Linked DNA regions of Mus musculus: regions 1, 2 and 4 are each linked to region 3. A link is a contact called in public Hi-C, HiChIP or PLAC-seq and promoter capture Hi-C data. All regions are on one chromosome and are shown on one strand. Each heading gives the region's core, a stretch centred on a gene start, on an enhancer-like site or on the middle of the called end of the contact. The rest is flanking DNA. Distances are from core to core; before and after follow the strand shown.

Region 1 (3,968 bases), core at 1,367-3,866, 190 kb after region 3:
AAATACATTTATGTGTCTATATTATAGATTAAAAATATGTATTTCTATGTATGTGGACAGTATATGTGTGTTTCTCTGTGTGTATGCATGTGTGAGGGGTGAACATGGGCCAGGCTATGAATATGGAGGTCAGAAGACCTCTGGGTATGAGCACGCCTTTAATCCCAGCCTTAGGGAGGCAGAGGAAGGCAAAGGTCTGAGTTGGAGGCCAACCTGGTCTACATAGCAATTTCCAGGATAGACAAGATCTTGCCTAAAAACAAATTCTGTCTCTATCTCTATCTCTATACACATACACACAAACATATATTTGTATATATGTGCCTGTGTTTATGGCATGTCTACTAAGGTCCCATTGGCCAAGACTGGCCATATGATGCGGTTCCTGATTTATCCTATTGCGATAAATCCCATCTTGATCCTATCCCAAGCACCTATTGCGGAATGTAGATGCTAGAGGCAAGACCTGGGGGCCACAGCAGTAGCAGTGAGGCACAATGTGTATAGTAAGGTTGTCCTGTATTAAGAAACAGTACATGGGGGATGGAGAGATGGCTCAGCGGTCAAGAGCACTGGCTGCTCCCGAGGGACCTGTGTTAGATTCCAAGCACCCACATGGCAGCTCACAATTGTCCATAACTTCAGTCCTAGGAGACTGGATGCCCTCTTCTGGCCTCTGAGGGTATTACATGTATGTGATGCATACACATGTATAGGTGGTAATACCCATTTTTGTTGTTTTGTTTTGTTTTGTTTTTGTTCTTGGTTTTTTGTTTTTTGTTTTTTTTTTCTGAGACAGTGTTTCTCTGTATAGCCCTGGCTGTCCTGGAATTCACTCTGTAGACCAGGCTGGCCTTGAACTCAGAAATCTGCCTGCCTCTGCCTCCCAAGTCCTGGGATTAAAGGCATGCACCACCACCACCACCTGGCCAGTAATGCACATTTTAATAAAAACTTTTATTTTAAAAAAAAGAAAGAAAGAAACTATGGGGGGGGGGTTGGGGATTTAGCTCAGTGGTAGAGCGCTTGCCTAGCAAGCCCAAGGCCCTGGGTTCGGTCCTCAGCTCCAGAAAAAAAAAAAAAAAATCCAACTTTTCTGCGACTTCCCAGGACTAACTCTCGGTAAAAGAACCTAGTTAGTTTTCCTCAGATCTCCAGTCTAGGCACAGTAAACCCTATTTTATGCGTTCCACCATTCTGTAAGGTCCTTAAGTATCATTATCAATAAAACTAAAAAGCATGATGTAGTGGGGCATTCCTGTAAAACCTAGCACTTGGAGAGCAAAAGCCAAAGCCAGATTGGTCCTTCTAGAGAGTTCCTGTGATCAGCTGACTGGCCAGCTGATCCAGACAAAATACATCCAGAAGAAAGTTTGAAGAAAACTCCCAGACATCCTATACACACCTCATAGGAAAAAAAAAAAAAAGAAAAGAAAAGAAACTATGTGGGGCTGGAGAGATGGCTCAGCACTTAAGAGCACTGGCTGCTCTTCCAGAGGTCCTGAGTTCAATTCCCAGCAACCACATGGTAGCTCACAACCATCTGTAATGGAATCCAGTGCCCTCTTCTGGTATGTCTGAAGACAGCCACAATGTACTTACATATAATAAATAAATGAATCTTTAAAAACAAACAAACAAACCTGTGTATGAGGTTGGCAGCTCTCCTATGGCGGGACATAGGTCAATCCCCAGGAGACAGGAGAATCCCCCAAAGCTTGTGGAACAGCTAGCCTGTGTATGCAGTGGTGAACGGCAAGAAACCCTAACTCACACAAGGAGGAAGGCAAGGACCAACACCTACCATTGTCCTCTGACCTCCTATGAACCATGGTATATGTGCATGCACAGAATTAAGATAAAAAAAAAAACAAGGGCTGGTGAGATGGTTCAGTGGGTAAGAGCACCCGACTGCTCCTCCGAAGGTCCGGAGTTCAAATCCCAGCAACCACATGGTGGCTCACAACCATCCGTAACAAGATCTGACTCCCTCTTCTGGAGTGTCTGAAGACAGCTACAGTGTACTTACATATAATAAATAAATAAATCTTTAAAAAAAAAAAAAAAAAAAAAAAAAAAACAAGATCTAACGCCCTCTTCTGGAGTATCTGAAGACAGCTACAGTGTACTTACATATAATAAATAAATAAATCTTTAAAAAGAAAGAAAGAAAGAAAGAAAGAAAGAAAGCAAGCAAGCTACCTGTCGCTGGGCGTGGTGGCACAAAAAAAAAAAAAGATAAAAAAACAAAAGGAAGGGACTGCCCCATGTCCAAGGAACCAGGAGCCACCTGAAGGGGCTCTCAAATCCAAAAACAAAACCATTGGAGCATCAGAAGAAATAGCTATGGATTAAGATTTTCAGGGTAAAATTCAGAGCTGGGAAAGCTTGCAGGTACAGAGCTGCCCATCTTGAGAGGCCCTGGTTTCCAGCCCCAGCTCAGGGAAACAACAGAGTCTAAATGAAATAAGAATGTGTGCTGCATCCACACCGCAGAAGTCAATGGCTGAGAAAACAAGCAGACTGGAAGAAAGGGCCTTCTGTCTTCTGAGGAGAATTCAAATAATTTATGGTTCTTTCTGCAGGAAGTAGCTCAAGCCACTGCCCCTTGAATGGGCGTTTGACTCAGTGACTCACTTCTAAAGTGTGAGGAGCTGACTGGACCGAATGAAGTTCAGAGGGAGAGAGCCCAAGTTTGCTCCCCAGAGCTAAAAAAACATCAAAATTTCTAAGCTGGGCATGGTGGGCCAAAGAATCCAGCACCAGGAAGACCCAGGCAGGAGGAAGGCCAGCTTGGGCTACATAGTGAGGCCCTGCCCCACTTCCCACACCATGAAACAAGAAGTAGAGACTCAGAGAGAGAAGAAAGGGAAGGAGGGAAGGAAAGGGGGAAGGCGGAGGAGGGAGAGGACTCTATTGTGTGAGGAGAAACAGCCAGCAACACACCTTAAACAGCCCTGGTTTATTCTGCGTGCCATGTGGTGATCCTGTGCCTTTGATCGAATGGAATGAGAAAGCTTCCAAGGCAATCAGGAGAAAAATATATAAGATAGATAAACAGACAGGCCGACAGACAGACAGACGGACAGATATCTACAAAACACCTGGCTGGCAAGCCTCGAAACTCAAGTCTGAAAACCTGTGGCTAGAAGGAGTCGAGAAGCAGCAACACAGTCACTTCACGCACTCGGATCCCGGGGCAGGGCCTGAGCGTACCAGTGGGTGAAGTCTGCATCAAGGCTGGGCTTGGCCAGCAGTCATAACCAAAACCAGTGTTTCTGGACAAACAGACCACAGTTGATTAAGGAGATTGACACGAGGAACACTAGACAGAAAACCGCGCAAACTCTGTAACCAGCCAAACAATACTTCTGTAAACCTAATGCTATTGCAAACTAGTAAGTTTGTTAAGAGCCGAGGGCAGCGAAGTGGTCCAATAATAAAGCCTATGCTTGACCTGGGTGACTCACACTCTGGGTTCTATGCCAGGCACACCCCCAAAAAGAAAAAGAAAAAACGGCCGGTGTGGTGACACACAGCTTAAATCCCAACACTGCGGCGACAGAGGCAAGTGGATTTCTTTAAGTTTAAGGCCAGCTTAGGCTACATATCAAGTTCTAGGCCAGCCAGGGCTATGTAGTGAGTTCCTGACTCAAAAAGGAAGAGAAAAAAGATGAATAAAGAGAGAGAGGTAAAGAGGGAGGGAGCCAAATTTGGAGGCAGGAGGATTGCTTTGACTTGGAAATCAGCCTGGACTACTGTAGTAAGTTTGAGGCCTACCTGCACGACAGAATAAGACCTTATCTCAAAACCAAAAAGAGAAAAATACCGCAAACCAAAACAAAGTGTGCTGAGGATTTTGAAATTAGATTACTGAGATGAGACCCCTGAGGGTGAAGGCCATAAATAGGAATAAATCAATTCTATGGCTCACACCTTCAAGCCCAGCACTTGTAAAGCAGGGGCAG
Region 2 (4,180 bases), core at 1,679-4,178, 210 kb after region 3:
GGCACACACTCTGTGCCATCACGCAGACATACACAGTGAATAGTAAATCTAAAAGACACACACACACACATATATATAAATTTCCAAAGACTTTTAAATTTTTATTTATTTATTTATTTATTTATTTATTTATTTGTGGTTTTTTTCGAGACAGGGTTTCTCTGTGTAGCCCTGGCTGTCCTGGAACTCACTCTGTAGACCAGGCTGGCCTTGAACTCAGAAATCCGCCTGCTTCTGCCTCCCGAGTGCTGGGATTAAAGGCGTGCGCCATGCCGGGCGACTTTTGTTTATTTTTGTTGTTATTTACTTATGAGGCAGGGACTCACTATGTAGCCCTGGCTGTCTTGGAACTTTACTAAGTAGATCAGGCTGACTTTGAACTCATAGAGATCTGGGATCTGCCTGCTTCTGCATCCCAATTGCAGGGATTAAAGGCTTGTGCCACTATACCCAGCAATGTTTATTTTCTTTTTATGTCTTTTGGTGTTTTGAGTGCATGTATGAAAGTACCCCAAGATCACGCAGTACTTAAGAAGGCCAGAAGAGGGCGCCAGATGCTTTAGGAAGCGGAACTTACAACAGTCTTTAGCTGTCATGAGAATGCTGGAATCATGATTGTACATACATGATTATGTATCATGCAAGAGCAGCCAGTGCTCTCAACCACCAAGAAATCTCTTCAGCTCCACACATTTTTTTTTAAAGATTTATTATGTTTTAAGTTCCTGTGTGTGGGTGTTTGGGCCAGCCTGTCTGTGCATCATCTACATGCAGTACCCTCAGAGGCCAGAAGAGGGCGGAGGCTCATCAGGAACTGGATGGAGTTCCAGGTAGTTGTGAGCCACTGCACGTGGGTGCTAGGAAATGAACCAGTCCTCTGCAAGAACAAAAGAGTTCTTAATCACTGGGCTATCTCTCCAGCCGCAATACAGTCCTCTGTATGGGCAGGTGACCCTGTACATGAACACACATATGAGTACAGGGGTCTGTGGAGGCTGGAGGTTATTAGCAGGTGTCCTCCTCAACCTCTGCCTACCTTATTTTTTTGAGAGGGTTTCCTTCTGAATCTAGAGCTTGTCAAATCAGCTAGACTGGCAGGCACTTAGCGCAGGAATCCTAGCCAGTGGTAGGATTATGGGCACATGAACCACCTGGGAATAGAGCTTGGGTCCTCATGCTTGCGCAGTAAACACTTTGCCAGCTGAGCCGCATCTCCATCCCCTCCGACTCTCCTCAGAAAGCAGCAATACTGCAGCGAGAGCCCAGTACTTAGCTCATCTAGCCGGGGTCATTTCACCAGAGTCCCAGTTCTAAATCCCATCAACACATGGTTGGGTAGGTGGGTGACATGCTGTCATCACCGGGGTGTCCCTAGATAAGACTGCAATGCCTACTGGTCAGTAAAGGATGCAGAGATGTCAGTAAATCACTCTGGACAGGGCTTCAGGGAACAGCATCTGCTGTATTACACACCAGCAAGCACTCATATCGCGGAAGCTATCGTCTGTGACTGGTTAGCACATTACCTCAGACTGGACAGTGAGCGCCCATACCACCAGGATCTCGGTGCGAGAGAAGCACATAAAAAGAGATGTGGAGAGGGCAGCCTCAGCAGGCCAGCTCCCAACTGTCAGGCTACTTCAGAATCCTCTGTTCTGACTTCTGGGCATACTCATGAGCATGGTACACCGTGCTTCTTATTTAGAAGTGCCATGTGCCGGGCAGGCTGGCTGCCAGGTCAGGCCCACACTTTCTCCTACAGATAAGTCTCCGGTGCTAGTACTTACCCAGACAACTACTTTGATAACACAGGAGCTGTGAGGAGCCAACTGGGGAGAGAGACAATGTGAGAGGCAGAGGCCAGAAAAGAAAGCATCCTGCGGCTGGAGGTAGAAAGTTAGGGCTTCATGCCGTGACAAGCGGCCAGTGTGGCTGGCATGGGATGGATGAGAAGACAGGAGCTAGAGATGGATGCTAGAATGGGGTTGATCTGTTGGAATCAGCCTCCAAAATACAGTGAAGGAGGGGCACTGCTGAGTTTCAGACTGAGAAAAACATTGCAATATAAGAATTAGCTCAGGGGCTGGAGAGAGGGCTCAGCGGTTAAGAGCGCCGACTAATCTTCCATAGGTCATGAGTTCAAATCCCAGCAGCCACATGATGACTCACAACCATCCGTAATGAGCCATCTGAAACCCTCTTCTGGTGTGTCTGAAGACAGCTACAGTGTACTCACATATAATAATAAATAAATCTTTGGGCAGGAGTGAGTGGAGACAGAGCAACTACATGATGTCTCACAACCATCTGTCTGTCACAACTGTCTGTCCAGCTACAGTGTACTCCCATACAGAAAATAAATCAATTAGTTCATGCTCCTGTAATCCTAGCACTCAGAAGATCAAGGCAAGAAGATCAGGAGCTCCAGGCTAGTCTGGGCTACACAGTGAAGCCTTGTTTCACTCAATCCACCAATAAGACTTCAAGGCACAGAAAGTAGTCTGGTAGACATGGGATTCAGGTCTGCTTGGCTCCTACCTCTGAGCTCTCGGCCCCTCTGGCTGAGAAGCAGAGTGAACCAATCTACTTTCAAATCTGATCACCTCAGGAAGTGGGGACCTAAGAAGGGGGAAGGAGCTTCCCCTAAGCGGTACAGGGGGTCAGGGTCTATTTCAGAGATGAGGTCTCCAGGGTCCCAGGCTCCACACCCACACTCAGCTCCGGCAGCCAGGCCAGGCCAGGCCCCTGCTCCAGTTCTGAGGCCCAGAGAAACCATTTGGTGTTTGGAGAACAAAGGGCTGCTCCCTGCGTTCCAGGAAGCGGTGTCAGCTGGGGCCAGGTTCTTGGTCTGTACTGGTGGTGGCTGGTTTCAGCCACCTAGGTCTCTCCTACCCCATGCAGGCTCCAAGTGGACCTGGACTCCTCCGGAGGCATCGGGTGACACCTGCCCTACCCTAAGCTCTGTCCACCCTGCTGAGCACAGGGTGAAATCTAGGACTGTGACTCTTCAGTCCTGTTGCATTTTCCACCAGAGCTTGTGCTCAGAGACCAAAGGGCTCGGGGACACAGAGTCCAGGGGATGGTTCTCGAATCCATGGCCAGCCAGCCAAGCAGGCCTGCAGCCCCTCCCCTCAGCCCAACCCCAAGACCAAAGATCTTAGGGCAGACAGTTCACTGCTCTGGCTTGCTTATTCTAGAATGAAGCTGCTGAGTCAAAAGAACTTGCATTCATTCATTCATTCGTTCGCTCGTTCATTCATTCATCTATTTGTTTGTTTGTTTGTTTATTGGCAAGCTTTCACTACATAGACCAGGCTGGTTTCGAACTCACAGAACTTGTCCTGCATCTGCCTATGGACTTCTGAGAGTAAAGATGTGGACCACGGTGGCCAGTACATTTATTTATTTCTAATTCTCCCTGTGTATATCTGGCTGGCGGTAGATCTCAGAAATCACTATGTAAACCAGGATAGCCTTGTTCTTGCTGTGATCTGCCTGCCCCTGTCTTAGGAGTGCTAGAACTACAGGAATGCATTACCATGCCTGGTTAATTTTGTTTAAAAAAAAAATTAAAAATCCTTTGTGTTTGTGTACACATGCAGAGGTGTGGGCATCGGTGTGTCAAGGCTTGTGGAGGTCAGATCACAGCTGTAGGAGGGCATTTCTCACCTGCTGGCCTATTTGAGACTGTGTGTTCACTGTGGCATGTGACAGGCTATGTGGCCCCTGGGATTCTCTGGCTTCTGTGACTTTCTCACCTATGGGATGCTGGAATTCCGGATGCTGAGAACCACCTTGTCTGGCTTTACATGGGATCTCATCTCTGGTCCACACACTTGGATGTGAGAGGAGTTGCTTAGGGATAAGGATGGGGGATTGCTGGGAGTGGGCAAGGCTACAGAAGAGCACCAAGAACTTGGGGGTCATGGAGGTTTGCATGATCGATCATTCCCATCACCAGGTGTACACTCCATCATCAAATTACTACACATATGGACTTTATTGTATGTCAGTGATACTTCAACAAAACTAGAAAAATAAATTAAATAAATACAGATAACTAGGCCCCACCAGGCCTTTCTAATGACCCCAGCTTCTATACAAGGTCCTGGGCAATTCAAAAGGCTTCCAAGGAGTCACTTTTCAGCTTGTTAGCTACAATCAGACATTTAAAACAATA
Region 3 (3,981 bases), core at 1,008-3,507:
GCTAGGCAGGACCCCCCCACTTTTTGAGGCAGAGCTTCTCTGTGTAGTCTTTGCTGTCCTAGAACTCACTCTGTAGACCAGAATGGTCTCGAACCCACAGAGACCCACCTGCCTTTGCTTCTGGGATAGAGGTTCTCCTAGAGGCACAAACTGATTTTGTGATTGTCAGAGAGAAGAAAAGGGGGGGGGGCACAAGGGTTATAATTCCAGTCAGTGGGTAGAGGAAGGTTCTGAAAGCCCATAGAGGGGGGAAAAACTAGAAAGACTGAGAGGAAAGTGGGCCAAGAATGAGTGAAGCTGTTCGCTGAAATCCACACTTGGGGAACAAGCAAAATGGCAAATGCCTGTAATCCCAGCACCCGGGTGGTGGAGGCAGAGAATTAAAGTTTTAAATTGTCCTGGGCTACATAGTGAATTAGAGGTAGACCTGGGTTGCATGAGATCTTGTCTCAAAACAGAGGACTATAGCTTAGTGGCAGATGCGTGAGGCTCTGGATGAGATCCCAGTAGGGTATGAAACCAGCCCTGCTGGTGTAGACGGGATCCTCTGAGCACTGAGCTGTGGAAGTGAAAGCAGGACCAGGAGTTTAAAGTGATCTTTTGCCACATAAAGACTCTGAGACTGGCTAGGTGCAGCTATGGTGTCTCAGGTCCACCTGGGTTACAGATGAAACTCCATGGGGGCGGTGTGGGGGGAGTGGGCCAAGAATGAGTGAGGCTGTTCACTGAAATATATGCTTGGACACTTTGATTCCAGCACTCAGGAGGCCAGAGCAAGGAGATGTCTGTGAGTTTGAGGCCAGGAGTACTTTCAGAGAGCAAATGTCTAGATTTCTCCCCGAACAGTCCTTGCTTATTTAAAATAGAAATCTCTGCTAAATATTTAAGCCCAATGTAGAAAAGCAGGAGAGATTGAAAACCCATTGCTGTTGTCCAGTGCCTTCCACAAATGGAAGTACCTCACCTACAATAAGGTGAGACTACTGTTCCCTCCCCCAGAGGGCCCTCAAATCCACTTTCTACCACGGGGGAGTTTCCAACGCCCCAATAAGATTACACACCTTCCCCTAAAGCCAGCAAATTTACTCCAATTTATTTATTTATTTGTTTGTTTGTTTGTTTGTTTGTTTTCGAGACAGGGTTTCTCTGTACAGCCCTGGCTGTCCTGGAACTCACTCGGTAGACCAGGCTGGCCTCAAACTCAGAAATCTGCCTGCCTCTGCCTCCCGAGTGCTGGGATTAAAGGCGTGCGCCACCACTGCCCAGCCAAAATTTTTTTATCTTTACTTAATATTTTTGCCTGTTTGCATTGTGCTTTTGGAGGCCAGAGTCGGGTCAGATCCCCAGTTTGGAGTCTACAATTGTGAGCCGCAGTGTGGGTCCTAAGACTTGAACCTTGAGACTTAACCACTGAGCCATTTCTCCAAACCTAATTTCATACGGGGCTCCAGGTCCCTGCTGATGAAGCATCCCGGGAGCAACCCGGTCCAACCAAATGGAAGTCTTTCCCACTGTCTCCTTCTTAGCCTGGAAATCCCCCCCCCGAACCCCACAGGCCTCGATAGGGGTGTCATTCTTCCGGGAAGTCTTCCTAGGCTTCTAGAGTGAGTTAAGAGTCTGGAGAGGCCGGGCGTGGTGGCACACGCCTTTAATCCCAGCACTTGGGAGGCAGAGGCAGGCGGATTTCTGAGTTCGAGGCCAGCCTGGTCTACAGAGTGAGCTGCAGTTCAGCCAGGGCTGTACAGAGAAACCCTGTCTCGAAAAACCGAAGGGGAAAAAAAAAAAAAGCCTGGAGAGACGGGGTCATATTCTTGACCGAAAAGGCTGCATCCCCACTGTCTGCGTGAGCCAGGACATTTCGGTGCTGGGAATTGATGACACAGGCATCTGCCAGCCCTGTAATTCTATTCCAGCTCAGAGCTTCTCTGCCAAGGAGTCGGGACTGAGAACTGCTGGCTCGGATTGGCTATTTTTGGATGTACAGCGAAGTCCTTAAGACCTGGCACAGACCTGTGGAGGATAGCGACGAAAAGAGTACAGAGTTCCTTTAAGATGGAGGACCCCCTCCCAGGAACACCCTCTTCCCTCCACCCTCCCCGGCAGAGCGCCCCCTAGAAGCATGGCGAGAGCAGCGCACCTCCGGACCATCTGCCCCTCACAAAGATGGCCGTGATAAGGCGCTGCTTCTCATTGGTCCGGGAAAATCTAGAGACTCGGATTGGTGGGTCTTAGGATGGCGTCAGGGCGGGGCGGGGCGAAGCGGGGCGGCTCCGGCCCAGGCCTAGCTTGCGGTGGCATTAAGACTATGTCGTGGGCGCGGAGCCGACTGTGCTCGACTCTGTCCCTGGCAGCTGTTTCTGCGCGTGGTGCAACGACGGAGGGCGCGGCGCGGCGGGGGATGAGCGCGTGGCCAGCGCCACAGGAGCCGGGCATGGAGTATCAGGTTTCTGACCGTTCCCGCGGGCAAACGGTCCCGTACTGACACGTGGGCAGCACCGGAGCCTTGCTCCGCTCTCCGCCAGCTGCTGGGGGCACCGGAGCATGAAGTTGCGGGGCTCGAGAGGCGGGGACATCCCAGAGCCCAGGGGAGGTGACAGAGACCGGAAAGTTGAGCTCAGGTGGCCCGATGTGGGAATTCTGAGAGCGCGTGTCCGGTGTTGCAGAGGGAATGGGCGCAGGTGACACACCAGAACGTCCAGAATCTGAATTGAGTTTTAGAAGTTCCAATGCAGGGCAATGCAGGATGAAGGGAAGGGAGGAGTTCTGGAGTACAGAGTGGAAGTACCCAGGAGGATCTGGGATTGGGGTCTCCAAGACTCGAAGACTGGAATCTAAGTATTCAGAATTGACCGGCGGGCAGGCAGAAAAAGAGGCAATAAAGAGACCAAGAATCTAGAACAAACTGTAGATTACAAACTGTGCCAGGGTCAGTTGTCAATGACCAGAACTTAATGCTGGCCAGGCAGGTGGCACCGGTTTAGGGCTGTGAGGCTTCCAGCCAAGCCTTGAGGATAAGAGGGCAGGCGACCCAGCTGGTGCCCGAAAGGAACTGCCTAAGCACAGGTTTCTCAGAATGTAGGGTAATTGAAACACACGACTGGATTTATATCCTCAAATGCCTCTCATTTAGGCCTCTCTGTTTATTTTCTGTTTCCACTCCCATCCCCCAAAGCCGTCTCCTGAGGCTGTCTGTACCCACCTGTGGATTCTGGCCCGACAACTCTTGAGTGTACTTTCCCTCCCTCTGTACCTCCTCTTCCAGATCTAATTGCTTACTTACATTGTCTTGTCTTAGGGTTAGAAGGTGGAACTCTCAAATATTCCAAAATTCAAAGTTCCTAGATTTCTAACGTCCTGGCCCCCACTCAGTGGGTGTCCAGTATAGTGGTAGAGAGATTAAGGAAAAAACCTTCCTTCCAGGGTTGGTCTTGTGTGTGAAGGCTGAGGGCATAGAAGCTTGGGGAAGGCAGCCCAGGAAATGAAGGTCCGTTAATCTTGCCAGCTTTACCTGGCACTCCCTGGGTGGGGCTAGCTTGCCCATGGCTCCCATCTTTGCTAGAACTGGAGATATGCCAGGGCTGTCCCACCAAATAGCTGTCGGCAAAGGCAGCGTGGCTGGTATAACGGGCCTGTTGCCCTGGTTTTGCCACTGGTGGGCTGGGTCTCTCTGTCCTTAAGGACCCTCACTGAACTGGGACTATGGTTGCTAGGATGCTGTGCGCACGCTCAACACCCTGCAAACCAATGCCAGCTACCTGGAGCAGGTAAAGCGCCAACGGAGTGACCCCCAGGCGCAGCTGGAGGCTATGGAGATGTACCTGGCACGGAGTGGACTGCAGGTAAGGTTGTACATCCTGCAAGACATCTCGACCCTATCTGCGCGTGCGAGCCCAGTGGCTGAGGCGAGGACCTTTCTGTCTGTTGTAGGTGGAGGACTTGAACCGGCTAAACATTATTCATGTCACTGGGACCAAAGGGAAG
Region 4 (3,832 bases), core at 142-2,641, 250 kb before region 3:
GAGGACAATCTCGTATCAGTAGCAGCAAGTGGAGCCTCTGAGAGACTCCAGGCCTTGAACTAAGTCACACCCAGGAACAAGGCACTAATCGATCAGGCCAATTCTGGTGAATGCAAAACAGCACATTACAGCGTTTGTGGGTGTATGTATGCAAAGTTTCAGCGTGCATGTGTATATGCAAAGTTTCAGCGTGCGTGCATGTATGCAAAGTTACCTTTAAATGTGTCCACTTCTTATGTCATAGATGAGTTTTATGCCAAAAACCGTGTTTATAGGGGCTGGAGAAATGGCTCAGTAGATGAGAACACTGGCTGCTCTTCCAGAGGACCTGGTTCAATCCCTAGCACCCACATGGTGGCTCACAACCAGCTATAACTCCGGTTCCAAGGGGTGTGATGCCTTCTGGCTTCTGTGGCCCCAGGCACAAATGTGGAGAATAGATATTCACGTAGGCAGAAGACCCATACCCATAATCAGTTTTAAAACCTTGTTTGTACTCTGAAGGCAAAGGCAGCAGTCAGGGCTACATGATAGACCCTCCTCGGATGAATAAAAGCCTGTTTGAGCTGCTTTTAGGCCAATGTCTGTTTATGTACCATACATGGACTTTATTTTCATTATTTTATTTTTCAAGACAGGGCTTCTCTGTGTAGCCCTGGCTGTCTTAGAACTGCTGGCCTTGAACTCACAGACATCTACTTGTGTCTGTCTCCCAAGTGCTGGGATTGAAGGTGTGCACCATCACAGCCTGGCTCTGGTGAGATTCTTGTTGAAATGTATTTGAAGAATGAGTGGATGCGTTTTGCTTTTGCTTTTTCTCCAGAATAAGAATGGAGCAGTTGATGTCCATCACCCAGGAGGAGACAGAGAACCTCAGGCAGCGTGAGATCGCCGGTGAGTTGTGGGAGATTTCTGGACAGAGCTTTCAGGTAGCCTCTCTGTTACCCGGGCAGGGTACTGAGTGTCCACTCTGTGGAAGGGCAGCCAAGTCTGTCCTGGAGCTCAGGCCCCAGGGTCAGCCAAGCTTGGATTCTGAGTCTCGAATTTTCTGTCTATAGAGTGGGGGAAACTACACAGGGAAAACATGGGACCTTCAGGAGGATCCCAGGGGTCAAGCCTGGGCATGTCACAAACCTGTCACCGAGAGCTGGCATCAGCTCACTTGGCTCCTGGGCAGACTTCCCCTTCCTGGTGTGCCCAGTGTGGTCCTGAGCTCCACATGTACCCACCAGTGGCACCTGCCCCAGACAGGTCTGAGAGCCTGCAGCCGGGAGCTGAGGAGGGTCTCTGAAGCTGAGCTTGCCCTTAGTTAAAATGGAGATGGGCTCTCCTTATCTTTGGGGCCTTTGTCCTGGAAGGGCTTTCAGACAGAGCCAGACACTTGACACACAGGTGTTCACCACACCTACAGAGGGCTCAGCCCACTGACAGCTCTGTTCAAGGTCACAGTTAAGGAACAGCTGTGAAAGTCACCGAATGGTGTTTATTAGGTTAATTCCACAGAGGCAGGACCCACATCCAGGGGTTTGAGTTTCTAAGCCTGTCACACTTCCTGGGTGCTTTGCTTTGATTGAACAGGCCTTGCACAGGCTGGGCAAGTACACGGCCACTGAGCCACTCCCGGCCCTGAACTGCTCTCTCTATTTTTAAAGATTTATTTATTTTATTTATATGAGTATACTGTTAATGTTTTCCGACACACCGACATACTGGAAAAGGGCATTGCATCCCATTACAGATGGTTGTGAGCCACCCTGTGGTTGCTGGAAATTGAACTCAGGACCGCTTGAAGAGCAATCTGTACTCTTAACTGCTGAGCCATCTCTCTAGCTCCCCCCCACCCCCGCCTTGACCCCCATCCCCTTACTGCTCTAATAAATCTACCAAAAAACTAGAGAGCTGGCTCAGTAGTTACTGCTCTTCCAAAGGACCTGGATTCTAATCCCAGAACCTTATGGTGGCTCAGGACATCTGTAACTCCAGTCCCAGGGGATGCAGTGCCATCATCTGGCCTCCCCAGGCTCTGCATGTACAGGGTGCACAAGCCTCAAACTCAGAGATTCTCCTGCCTCTGTCTCCTGAGTACTGGGACTACAGACATGCGCCAGCACGGCCCAGCAATGTAGGTATTTTTTAGAGCTGGGTGCTGATACTCATCTGCAATCACGGAACTCAGGATGCTGGGACAGGAGGATTGAGAGTTCAAGGCCAGGCTGGGCTATCTAGCAGTGATGGAAGGAAAGGGGGGCGGGGGGACTTTGTTTAGGATAACTGTCCACCAGTAAGCAGGTGACCCCTTTGGCCTTACCCGGGATCCCTAGCCTTTTCTCAGCGGCTCACAGCCTTCTCTCCACAGCCGCCATGCAGCAGATGCTGACGGAGAGCTGTAAGAGCCGGCTCATCCAGATGGCCTATGAGTCTCAGAGGCAGAGCCTGGCGCAGCAGGCCTGTTCCAGGTAAGGTAAGGAATGTGTGTTCCCAGGTGAGGGCTCCGAGGGTGTTGGCTGGGGTCCCGAGACGGGAGCGAGAGCTGGACACTGAACTCCCTGGGCCGTCCCGGGTTTGGACAGATTACCAGGGACAGGTGATGGACGGCCAGCCTCCGGATTCTTCCATCCAGACTCATGAGTCAGGGTCAGACAGTGATAAAGTGAGGGTGGCCTCTACCTCCAAGCCCACCTGTGTGCCAAGTGCTGGCCTGAGTATGGGGATGGAAGTGTTATCTGTCCCGCTCTACATCAAAGCTGAAGTTGGGGACGGGGCGGGGGCATGGTCACAAACAAACAAACAAACAAAAACTAACAAGAAAGTAAAATCTTTGCTGGCTTGGTGCTCAGGCTTGTAATACTAGCACTTGGTAAGTAGAGGCCGGGAAATGGGGAGTTCCAGAGCAAACCAGAGAGTGAATTCAGCACCTGAGCTACTGAGACCCTGCCTTAGAACTCAAGCGAGCAAGTGCGAGTACTTGCCTGCTTTCCAGCACCGCACCCTCCTCCCTCCCCACCCTCCTGCAGAGATGGCTCAGCTGTTAAAAGCACTGGCTGCTTCTGTAAATGGGTTCATTTGGTAACACCCACATGAACTCCAGTTTGAAGTGATCTGGTGCCCTCTTCTGGTTTCCATGGGCACTACACACATATAACGAACTTACATTATATGTAGGCGAAATACCCATGCATATAAAATAAAAATTTTTAAAGTCATTTAAAAATTTTTGTTTGTTTGTTTGTTTGTTTTTCAAGACAGGGTTTTTCTTTGTAGCCCTAGCTGTCCTGAAACTCACTCTGTAGACCAGGCTGGCCTCTAATTTAGAGATGTTGGGATTAAAGGTGTGCACCACTATCGCCCAGCCAATAAAAGAAAAAAAAGTTTAAGGTAATGTGAAAGTAACTTAAAGCTAAGACTGTGCTGATGTTGGCAGCCTGAGGTTACAGGTTCTGTGCCATAATTACCAACCGTGTTGTAGGGCTATACAAAGAGTACGGCCAGTGAGGAAATGCTAGTAGGAACATTCCAGAAGCTGTGTGACTCTCCAAGGTGCTGTGGTTAGGGAGGAGCCCAGCATCCACCGCAGGGGGTGTAGTGAAGAAGGTCCAGTGGAGGGTTGGACTCAAGGCCCGGTGACTCTGCCAAATGGAAGCTCTGCCACCCTCCTTGACATCCTCGTCCTTGATGCCCTGTCAGGAATGTTGAGTGGTTGTTTATCTCTGTCTCCTCTAAGGTGCCCAGCACACAGTAGGTGCCCAGCACACAGTAGGTGCTCAAGAAATATGCAGTGAGTAACTGTGCTGTTTTTTTTTTTTTTCTGGCAGCATGGCTGAAATGGACAAGC

The links. Promoter capture Hi-C pulls out the DNA fragments that hold promoters and counts their contacts. Hi-C and Micro-C count contacts between places; a contact is called where the count stands out from the background. HiChIP or PLAC-seq counts read pairs in DNA pulled down with a chosen protein or histone mark.
Region 1: a contact with region 3 is called in an HNF4G HiChIP or PLAC-seq map of pancreatic cancer cells. The contact joins the enhancer-like site here to the promoter of Fpgs in region 3. A contact is called at or near these places in 7 of 484 Hi-C or Micro-C datasets (B cells, the C2C12 cell line, the P5424 cell line and 2 more), 3 of 115 datasets of contacts at active chromatin or transcription factors (bone marrow-derived macrophages, embryonic stem cells and pancreatic cancer cells) and 4 of 9 other capture datasets (adipose tissue, embryonic stem cells, liver and 1 more).
Region 2: a contact with region 3 is called in a promoter capture Hi-C map of embryonic stem cells, with 2.3 times the contacts expected there. The contact joins the enhancer-like site here to the promoter of Fpgs in region 3. A contact is called at or near these places in 3 of 39 promoter capture datasets (embryonic stem cells, hippocampal neurons and stem cell-derived epiblast-like cells), 1 of 15 datasets of contacts at CTCF or cohesin (embryonic stem cells), 13 of 484 Hi-C or Micro-C datasets (the AML12 cell line, B cells, the C2C12 cell line and 4 more) and 3 of 9 other capture datasets (adipose tissue, embryonic stem cells and liver).
Region 4: a Hi-C map of embryonic stem cells shows a contact between it and region 3, with 2.3 times the contacts expected there. The contact joins the enhancer-like site here to the promoter of Fpgs in region 3. A contact is called at or near these places in 1 of 39 promoter capture datasets (stem cell-derived epiblast-like cells), 5 of 484 Hi-C or Micro-C datasets (embryonic fibroblasts, embryonic stem cells and pancreatic cancer cells), 2 of 115 datasets of contacts at active chromatin or transcription factors (both in embryonic stem cells) and 3 of 9 other capture datasets (adipose tissue, liver and pancreatic islet).

The regions. Positions count from the first base shown.
Region 1 is chr2:32,502,424-32,506,391 of GRCm38.p6, reverse strand. No RefSeq gene overlaps it. Among named protein-coding and RNA genes, the nearest start is that of Fam102a, 31 kb to the left of the region's middle. Within about 2 kb of position 2,616, at least 69 of the 459 cell types and tissues checked have an H3K27ac peak or open chromatin away from gene starts, as enhancers often do. A contact at or near this core is called in the C2C12 cell line, bone marrow-derived macrophages and pancreatic cancer cells, where this site is marked.
Region 2 is chr2:32,483,914-32,488,093 of GRCm38.p6, reverse strand. No RefSeq gene overlaps it. Among named protein-coding and RNA genes, the nearest start is that of Slc25a25, 35 kb to the right of the region's middle. Within about 2 kb of position 2,928, at least 24 of the 459 cell types and tissues checked have an H3K27ac peak or open chromatin away from gene starts, as enhancers often do. A contact at or near this core is called in the P5424 cell line, embryonic stem cells and liver, where this site is marked.
Region 3 is chr2:32,692,451-32,696,431 of GRCm38.p6, reverse strand. It overlaps Fpgs (folylpolyglutamyl synthetase), which reads left to right and starts at 2,257. Exons shown (of 15, transcript NM_010236.2): 1 at 2,257-2,443; 2 at 3,711-3,839; 3 at 3,928-3,981. The coding sequence starts at 2,306.
Region 4 is chr2:32,938,865-32,942,696 of GRCm38.p6, reverse strand. It overlaps Lrsam1 (leucine rich repeat and sterile alpha motif containing 1), which reads left to right. Exons shown (of 26, transcript NM_199302.3): 16 at 824-894; 17 at 2,357-2,456; 18 at 3,813-3,832. Among named protein-coding and RNA genes, the nearest start is that of Lrsam1, 21 kb to the left of the region's middle. Within about 2 kb of position 1,391, at least 11 of the 459 cell types and tissues checked have an H3K27ac peak or open chromatin away from gene starts, as enhancers often do. A contact at or near this core is called in embryonic stem cells, where this site is marked.